Linked DNA regions of Oryctolagus cuniculus: region 2 is linked to region 1. The links are chromatin contacts, called in public Micro-C maps. All regions are on one chromosome and are shown on one strand. The core of a region is the stretch at or near the end of the contact, and the rest is flanking DNA. Distances in the headings are between cores, read along the strand shown.

Region 1 (5,102 bases), core at 232-2,731:
GGGCGAGGCCCAGGGGACCCCAGGCAGCGCCTCATCGCACGCGGCCAGCGGGAACAGCCACCCGAAACTCTCCCCTCCATGTCCACTCTACAGAACGTCCACTTCGGAACGCTCTCCCACCGTGACCACTGCGCCCGGGCACACCTGCGGCCTCACGAGCGGCCAGCCCAGTGCGTGCTCGTGTGTCAAATACGCTCAGCTCCACCAAGCCAGGACACACACGGCCCCACACACCCCACGGACAGCCCGGCGCCCCCGAGAGCGGCCAATAGCGCCATCTCGGCGCAGGGCCTGGACAAAGATGCTCATTATCACCAGCACTGGGGGTCCCCGGCCAAGGATCTGGCGGAAACACGCTGCACCCCTCTAAACCCAACAGACGGGCGCGGCACCCCAGGCCCGCACTGCTCCGCGAAGTCGCTCAGGACACACTCCGTCTAGCGCGGGGCGCTGCAGGTGCATGGGCGGTCGCCACGGAAATGCCGTCTGGAAATCCACTCTGTCTTCTAAAGGTCTTATTTTGAGTTTTCCTAGCATAAGCAGCAATTTCGCTAAGCAACGGCTGGCCGTCGCAGCCCAAGCCTGCTGTGCCCCGGCCGCGCGGACTCGCACACGAGCTTAATTACAGGCACCAAGTGGTTTGGTTTGGAAGTAGCCAGCACTTCCCACTACTTCCTCCAGCCGTGCTCCGAAGGCAGGGCCGGGCCTCAAAACCCAAAGGCTCTACCTTAACTTTGCCGCAAGTTTGCAAGTCGGCAAATAAGCAGCCAATAAGACGGAGGGGAGAGAGAGAGAGGAAGGAAAATAAATAAATAACAATACCGGGTGCTGGCGGGAGGCGAGTCCGGGGTGGGGAGATGCAGCCCCCTGGCCCCGGGGTGCCCCCGGCGGACCCCGCACCCCAGCCGGCCAAGCCCGCCGCCGCGGCCCCGGGCCCCCAGCGCCCACGCCGCCGCCCCCGCTCGGGCCCGGCAGGCACCGGAGGCGAGCTCGCCGCCGCGGCGGCCGCCACGCGCTCCAGACCTGTAGGGGCCGCTCGCGCCGACTCCTCCCGGGGCAGCAACGCGCGGCAAGGCCGCGGCAGCCTTCCCAGCCGCGCCGGGCGCCGGGGCCGCCCGCCCAAAGGCAAAGTTTGGCTGTCGCCATCGGGCCTGAACTTTCCCGCCCGCCCGGCCGCGCAGGGGCCCGCCGCGTCCCCCTGGGCAGCCGCCCGGCCCCGGGCTGCGGCCTCCGGCCCGCGGGAGCCCAGCACTCACTCCGGCTGTTCCCGCAGCGACGGGGCCTCCGCGGCGGCCATCTTGAACTTCCCGACTCCGCGGCGGCGGCGGCAGCGGCTCCCCGGACGGCAGAACCCACTGAAGTGGAGGAAGAAGGAACAGAGCCGTCGCGCATGTGCAGACAGCGCAGGGACCCGCGGTGCTGAGTCCGCGCTAAGAATCCGGAAGTAAAACCCTACATCCGGGGACGAGCGCGGGGCGTCGTGACGCCACTTCCGGGGCGCCGGGGGCGGGGCCTGGCCGGGCTCAGGGCGCGTGGGCCGCCGGCTTCCTTCTCCGGTGGCCGCCGAGGAAGTGGGGAAGAGTCTCGTTTTCGCGTGGGTCTCGCCTGCGGCTGACTGATGAGTGGGGCGCTCCGCGGCCCGGGCGCCCCTCTGCCCTGCGACTCCTTGACGTCGCTGACGTGGCGATGGAGCCTCGGGTCGCAGGAGACTGGATTCCGACTCTGGGAAGCCACATCTAGAATTGGCCAAACTAAGCTTGATTTTTTTTTTTTTTTTTTGAAGACCAGAGGGAAAGTAAAGTTTCAAAAAGGGACAGGGGCCGGCGCTGTGGCGTAGCGGGTAAAGCCGCCGCCTGCAGTGCCCGCACCCCTTACGGACGCCGGTTCGAGTCCCGGCTGCTCCACTTCCGATCCAGCTCCCTGCTGTGGCCTGGGAAAGCAGTGGAAGATGACCCAAGTGCTTGGGCCCCTGCACCCACGTGGGAGACCTGGAGAGAGCTCCTGGCTCGTGGCTCCTGCACCCACGTGGGAGACCTGGAGAGAGCTCCTGGCTCGTGGCTCCTGCACCCACGTGGGAGACCTGGAGGGAGCTCCTGGCTCGTGGCTCCTGCACCCACGTGGGAGACCTGGAGGGAGCTCCTGGCTCGTGGCTCCTGCACCCACGTGGGAGACCTGGAGGGCGCTCCTGGCTCGTGGCTCCTGCACCCACGTGGGAGACCTGGAGGGCGCTCCTGGCTCGTGGCTCCTGGTCGGTGCAGCTCCTGCCGTTACGGCCAATTGGGGAGTGAACCAAGGATGGAGGGCCTCTCTCTTTCTGCCTTTCAAATAAATAATAAACCTTTAGGAAAAGAAAGGGACAAAAACTTTACTAGGACTTTCTCGCCAAGCTCGCACGCTCAGTACTTCTATTCGGAGGGTGCGCGCGACATTCGTCAAGGGCGCGCCCCAGATTCTGGCTGTTGTGATTTCGCACACAGTAGGGCTCCCTGATCGTGGAGTCAGAGCAAACACACTCTTATTCAGTCGTTCCGCGAACGTTTACGCGTGGAACCACCGGGCCGACTTGTCACGCGAGCCGGCCCGTCCTTCCGGGGCGGAGGTCCCGCCCCCGGAAGTCCCTGGCCGCCGCGGGCCCGCCACTCAGGGAGGCGCATGCGTCCTTGCGTTCGGGGCGGGGACGCCGAGGGAGGCTGTCCGGCGCCCTGGGGCCGGCGGCGTCGCGCGTTCCCGCCCTCGGTCCGCCCGCTGAGGCCGGCGCCGTCTGCCCTTCCCCTGCGCGCCGGCGAGCTGGGGCGTCCGCTCTCGGTGCCTGAGCCTCGAGTCCTCGCGGGGCCCGCGCAGCCCGGGGAGGAGGTAGGTGCGGGCCCCGGGCCGAGCCGTGGACACCGCGGCCCTGGCGCCCCGCCGGCACGGAGACTCCGGGCACCGGCGAGCGCTGCTGGACGGCCGCTCCCGGGCCGGAAATCAGGGTTCGAGTCGCGTGGGACGCGGAGGGCCCGCTGAAGACGGCCACGACCCGCTTGGAGGCTGGACTCGGGATGCGGAGTTGAGCGGGGAGGACCCTGGCCTGATTCGCCCTTGGCGGCAGGACGTCTGCCCCGCGCGCGTCCTTCCGTGGGCCTGTCCACGCGCGTGTCCTTCCGTGGGGCTGAGAGGACCCTGGCCTGATTCGCCCTTGGCTGCAGGACGTCTGCCCCGCGCGCGTCCTTCCGTGGGCCTGTGTCGGGGCGGTTGCGGTGGAGCAGGTGCGCGGCCGCCCGGAGCCCCCCTGCGCCGGCTCCGCGGGACCCGGGTCTCGGCCCGCGCGAGGGTGCCGTGCCTGCCGCGCGTGTCCCCTGCCCACCAGGAACCACGCGGGGTCGCGGGCTGCCGCACTGCCCCGTAGCGTCGGGTGGCAGCTGGGGACGGCGTGTGTCCGTCACGCGTGGGAGGACAGAGTGCGGTCGGTGCAGGGCGGGCGGCGCGTGTCCTCTGCCGACCAGGCTTCGGGACGGCGTGTGTCCGTCACCCGTGGGAGGACGGAGGGCAGTGGGTGCAGGGCGGGCGGCCCGTGTCCCTGCCGACCAGGCTCCGGGACGGCGTGTGTCCGTCACCCGTGGGAGGGCGGCCGTGTCCCCTGCCGACCAGGCTCCGGGGCGGCGTGTGTCCGTCACGCGTGGGAGGACGGACTGCAGTGGGTGCAGGCGGGCGGCGCGTGTCGGGCAAAGCGCTCGGTTACCGCAGGCTCGCGTGTCTTGCGTGTTCTTTGTTGGCCGGGGACTTCGTGTGTGCACCTTACATACTTTGCATGCGACTTCTGCCTCTGTGCCGGAGCGGAGGGGTTTTTCACAGCTGTCCATGGTTTAGTATGTAACACATGAATGAGAAGTGATTTTTTATACAAGAAAAAATAAAATAACATAGAATCCCACCAGCAGGTAATTATTATTCACTCTCGGACTGCCCTCTCTCGTGTGTGCGTGTGTCCCGATTTTAGAAGTTGGCTGATATTAGAAATTCAGTTTGATGGCTTTCTGAGGACAGGAAGCAGCCAGAATGACAGGAGTAGGGTGATGAGGGAGGATTTGGAGGGGACTGGACACTTGCTGGGTAACACAGGCGGGCGGCGAGGGGTGGCTGGTTTAGGGACGGGCCGCGTGACTGCTCGTGGATGCAGTCCACAGGGAGCCCGGGACACACGGGCTCCAGTCAGCGTGGGCGGCAAGTGCCGGGGTCAGGATGTGCTCCGGAGGAGGCTGGAGGCTGGGTGATCGCCCGCGGGAGGTGGGAGGTGGAGAAGGCGGCTGGAGCGGTGTTGAGTGGCCGGGTGGAGATGCGGGCTTGGTCCCGCCCGCCAGGTTGCAGCCCACGCCCCGCTCCAGGTCTGGGCTGGGACCCCAGTGCGGTGTGTGGTCCGACCCTTCATCCCTGCCGACTGCTGCTCTGCGGGTACGCGAGTAGCTAAGTCGTGTCTGTCTAGAGGGCCGATTGCCTCTCCAGTAACATTTTCTATTTTAAAGTGGATTTTGCCTGATGCTGGCACCGCCATTCCAGCTTTCTTGTGGTTGCTGGTTTGTACCGCTGAACCTAAAGTGTGCCTCCGGTACACACCATATAGCTGGGTCATCTTTAATCTAGTCTGCTGATCTCTGCCTTTTGATTGTAAATTAATTCACATGTAGTGCTGGTATTTATCGAATTGGATTGGTGTCTCCTGCTTGTTTCTTCTGTCTTTTGTCCCCTGTCCCTCTATTGCCCTCTGTCGCGTGTAGTCAGTATTTGGTAATGCGGCGTTTAGTTCTCTAGTGATGTTTTTCCTGGTTACTGTCTTAGTAGCTATTGTAGGGCTGACCGTGTGTAAGGGGTCTTGAAAAAGAAAATATGCATTATCTTTTAATTCTTTTTCCCATGAACTTTTTGAACTTCCTGCCTGTGTCGTGTCGTAGTAGAATCCGCTTTAGATTTATGCTGATTCCAGTGAGATGGAGAGCTTTATTCAGTGTAGTTTTACTTGGTTTCCCTGCCTTCTTTTAGTGTTACGGTTATACGTGTTGTATCTGTAAGTGTTGTAGACCAAGTAATACATTATTATAATTATTACTTTATGTCTTTTAAAGACATTA
Region 2 (4,621 bases), core at 1,675-4,174, 560 kb after region 1:
GGAAGACCTCTCTGTCTTTCCCTCTCACCTCTGCAAGTCTCCCTCTCGATAAAGTAAGTAAAAAAGTGACGTGGCGGCAAACACACCACAGCCCCCAGTCACCCCAGGACTCCACTTCCCTCCCGGGAAAGGAAACCTGGAACGGCCTCGGCCACAGGCCACCTCGCAGGACTCACCGACAAACAAGTGCCCAGGGAGAGGGCAGGGGCCCCTGCGTGGGACACCCCAAGTCCAGAGGCCGTCGCCTTCCAAGGCAACAACTGGGGGCTCAGTCCAGGATAGCCCGTGGCTCCCCACCCTCTCAGAAGCCCCAGCAGGCTTCACCCGGCTCCTCCCCGAGGGGCCTCGCCGAGCTAGGACAAATGAGCAGAGTCAGGTACTAAGGATACAGTCACAGAACACACAATCTCCTCACCAGCACGGAACACGCAACTGCTAAGGGAGCATGCCAGACCAGCACAGGACACGGGGCTGTGACGGGAGCACTCCCGGGCATCCAGGCCAGCACAGGACACGAGACACGGGACTGTGACGGGAGCACACCCGGGCATCCAGGCCAGCACGGGACACGAGACACGGGGCTGTGACGGGAGCACACCCGGGCATCCAGGCCAGCACGGGACACGAGACACGGGGCTGTGACGGGAGCACACCCGGGCATCCAGACCAGCACAGGACACGAGACACGGGACTGTGACAGGAGCACACCCAGGCATCCAGGCCAGCACAGGACACAGGACACGGGGCTGTGACGGGAGCACTCCCGGGCACCCAGGCCAGCACAGGACACGAGACACGGGGCTGTGACGGGAGCACACCCGGGCATCCAGGCCAGCACAGGACACGGGACACGGGGCTGTGACGGGAGCACACCCGGGCATCCAGGCCAGCACAGGACACGAGACACGTGGCTGTGACAGGAGCACACCCAGGCATCCAGGCCAGCACAGGACACGGGACACGGGGCTGTGACGGGAGCACTCCCGGGCACCCAGGCCAGCACAGGACACGAGACACGGGACTGTGACAGGAGCACACCCAGGCATCCAGGCCAGCACAGGACACGGGACACGGGGCTGTGACGGGAGCACTCCCGGGCATCCAGGCCAGCATGGGACACGAGACACGGGGCTGTGACGGGAGCACACCCGGGCATCCAGGCCAGCACGGGACACGGGACACGGGACACGGGGCTGTGACGGGAGCACACCCGGGCATCCAGGCCAGCACGGGACACGAGACACGGGGCTGTGACGGGAGCACACCCGGGCATCCAGGCCAGCACAGGACATGGGACATGAGACACGGGGCTGTGACGGGAGCACACCCGGGCATCCAGGCCAGCACAAGACATGGGACACGGGACACGGGGCTGTGACGGGAGCACTCCCGGGCATCCAGGCCAGTACAGGAAACGGGACACAGGACACAGGACTGTGACAGGAGCACACCCGGGCATCCAGGCCAGCACAGGACACGGGGGACACGGGACTGTGATGGGAGCACACCCGGGCATCCAGGCCAGCACGGGACATGGGACTGTGACGGGAGCACTCCCGGGCATCCAGGCCAGTACAGGACACGGGACACGGGACACAGGACTGTGACAGGAGCACACCCGGGCATCCAGGCCAGCACAGGACACGGGACACGGGACTGTGACGGGAGCACACCCCGGCATCCAGGCCAGCACAGGACACGGGACTGTGACAGGAGCACTCCCGGGCATCCAGGCCAGCACAGGACACGGGACACGGGATTGTGATGGGAGCACACCCGGGCATCCAGGCCAGCACGGGACACGGGGCTGTGACGGGAGCACACTGGAGCACACCAGTCGCCTAACACGGCCTGGAAGCCAGTGTTGCAGGGGCCAGCGGGCCGGAAGGGGCGTTAGCAGCAACAGGGCCTGGCGGTCCCTGGGCAGTCTCTGTCCAGCTCCGAGTTGGTCTCTCGGGAGGGCCCGCGTGTCCGATGTCAGTCTGCGGGCTATCGCGGTGCTGCCGTAGGAAGCTGGCCGTGGGGGCAGCAGCGTGCGTTAGGCTGCCCCCCCAGCAACCTAAGGTGAAGGCCTGGCCCTGCTGGCTGGGACTCGCGCCCGTGAGCCGGGTGGGCCCCCACCCAACACGACTACGGTCCTTAGGGAAACACAGGGGCTGGCCCCAGGGCGAGCACTGCCCACACCCCACGTGCCAATTTAAGCCCCGCCGCTCCACTTCCGGTCCAGCTCCCTGCTGATGGGCCCTGCACCCACGTGGGAGACCAGCAGGAAGCTCTGGCCGCCTGGCTGCAGCCTGGGCCGGCCCGGCCACTGCGGCCATCTGCGGGGCCTGAGAAACCAGTCCAGGCAGCACCGGGGGAGCGGGGAGAGGGGCTGGGCCGCCGCGCAGGCCTGCGGGAGAGACGAACCGCGGCGGCTGCCGGGGTCCTGCCGAGCCCCTGAGGAGGGGTCGCCCCGGACCCTCGGGGCAGGAAGGGGCCTTGAGCCGGTCGGGGGCGCGCCGAGCGCAGGAGGAGACCGCCGCGGGCGCGGGCAGCACAGTCGGGGGCTGCGGCCGGCGCGCGCGTGGGGCCCAGGAGAGATCCCGGACGCTGCGGCGAGGCGAGCGGGGTGCAGGCGCGGGACGCACCGGGCCCCTGGGGCGACCCCCTGCCCCCCGGCCCCGGCCCCACTCACAAAGCGGCTGCACATGGCCACGGCGAGGTTGCGCAGGTGGGGCGCGGCGCCCACCCACAGGAAGAGCGAGTCCGTCAGCCGCATGACGTGGAAGTGGACGAGCTGCTCCCACAGCCTCGCGCTGAAGTTGTGCAGGGACACCTCGGCGGCGGCCGGCGGCCCCTCCATGCCGCCCGCACCGCCCGGGAGCCGCCGTCGCCCGCACCGCCGCCCGCCGCGGCCAGACCCGAGCAAGCGAGCGCCGAGAGCCCGAGCGAGCGCGCCTTCGCTGGGAGGCGCGCGGCACGGGCCGGGGCGGGGCGGGGGCGGGGCCGGGGCGGGGCTGGGACCGGAGCGGGGGCGTGGCCGGGTCTCCCATGCAGGTGCAGGGGCCCAAGCACTTGGGCCATCTTCCACTGCTTCCCCAGGCCATAGCAGAGAGCTGGATCCGAAGAGGAGCAGCCGGGTCACGGACAGGCGCCCATATGGGATGCCACCGCTCCAGGCGGATGATTACCCTACTGCACCCCAGCGCCCATTAACTTTTTCAAGTACTCTCAGATGATCCATGGCCATGCCGGAATGGGAAGAGCTCTCTCATGGGGCAAGCGATTCTGCCACATTCTTGGAAGATGGGAAGTGGACATAGAGTCCCTAACAAAACAGCAGGCAGGAAGCCAGAGAGGAAGGTGGCCCAGGGGCACGCGAAAGGAGGCAGCACCCGCCTTGCCGAATTCAAGGGCCCCGCGCTTGGAGCCCGCAGCGGCAACGGTGGGATGAGAAGCCGGGCGGAAGAAGGATGTCGACCAGGGATGTCTAATGGAGCAAACAACCTAGACGCCTTTTCACACTGTCCTCTTGCTCAGCTCCTTAGACAGCAAACCTGACTTCTAGGCTGGAGAGCTTGTCTCTAACCCATCCTAGAGGGCTGTAAGACAGCGCCCTATCGCCTTTCTGTCCTCCCCGCCATCGCCCCAAGCACACGCTGCAACCTGCTCCCCCCACACCTGGTGTCTGAGCCCATGACCCAGCAGATGGGGGGCTCTGCCCTGGCCAGCCCCCTTCTCACTCCTCTCCCCAAGCCCCCTCGTTCCCAGACCCGAGGTCAGCAGAGGACCTGCTTCTGACTCTACAGAGGCTGCCGGGTTTACCCCCGCAGCCCATTGGCTCCTGAACCTTCCCTTCATCGGTCCCATTCCCACCTGCCCTGTTACAGGGCAGGATGCCCCTCCTCCTGCGGAAATCACCTGCTCCACCTGTGCCCCGCCCTGCGACGCCCACGTCCTCAGGCATCTTGCTCCTTGGGGGGGGGGGACGGTGTTTCCAGAGACGCTGAACGGGCTCGCCTCCATCCCCCTCCTGAAAAGGCCCCCGTCTGCCGGCCGGAAATGCCGTTAGACGAAAGCCCGCATCCAGAGGCTGGTGGAGGCCTCAGTACCAAGGCCAGGCTGTGCTGGTCTACGCAGGACAACTCGGGTGATGAGCCACTGTAGTCCCAGAGTGCCCGAGGGGCCCGCAGAGGCTGGCGTTCACCTAATACCACCAGAAGTCCAGGACGGATGAGGAGGAGCAGTCGCTCCCATGATCCCTTGCTCGGTCCCCAGCCCTGGAACCCTGCTAATGGAAAAGGTGGCCTGGTCCCCTGCACCTTCATGGTCATAGTAATGTCCTGGACTCCCCCAAAAGAAATGATTGGCACGTAGGTAGCAGGACATTGGGGAAGAGGAAGACTTGGGCATTGTAAGGGTCGGAGGGGGCTGCGAGATCCGGGGGCATGAGCTGTCATCATGGCCGCCTCCTAGAAAGGGAATCCTTGCATCCTGGGGCTGAGCAATCAATGGGATCCTGGCCACCGGGTGCCCTGGGGCCCTGAAGAGCCGCCCTCCGCCTCCCCGCCAGGTCCCTGAGTGTGTAACTGAGATGGACAGACACAAGTTGGCACGGCACAGCACTGGGTCTGTGGCC

The links. Hi-C and Micro-C count contacts between places; a contact is called where the count stands out from the background.
Region 2: a Micro-C map of ear pinna shows a contact between it and region 1, with 5 times the contacts expected there. The contact joins the promoter of PSMG4 here to the promoter of PRP4K in region 1. A contact is called at or near these places in 2 of 6 Hi-C or Micro-C datasets (ear pinna and skin fibroblasts).

The regions. Positions count from the first base shown.
Region 1 is chr5:166,280,029-166,285,130 of mOryCun1.1, forward strand. It overlaps PRP4K (pre-mRNA processing factor kinase PRP4K), which reads right to left and starts at 1,482. Exons shown (of 17, transcript XR_011388846.1): 1 at 1,257-1,482.
Region 2 is chr5:166,833,771-166,838,391 of mOryCun1.1, forward strand. PSMG4 (proteasome assembly chaperone 4) reads right to left here and starts at 2,925. Exons shown (of 3, transcript XM_002720953.5): 1 at 2,678-2,925. The coding sequence starts at 2,845.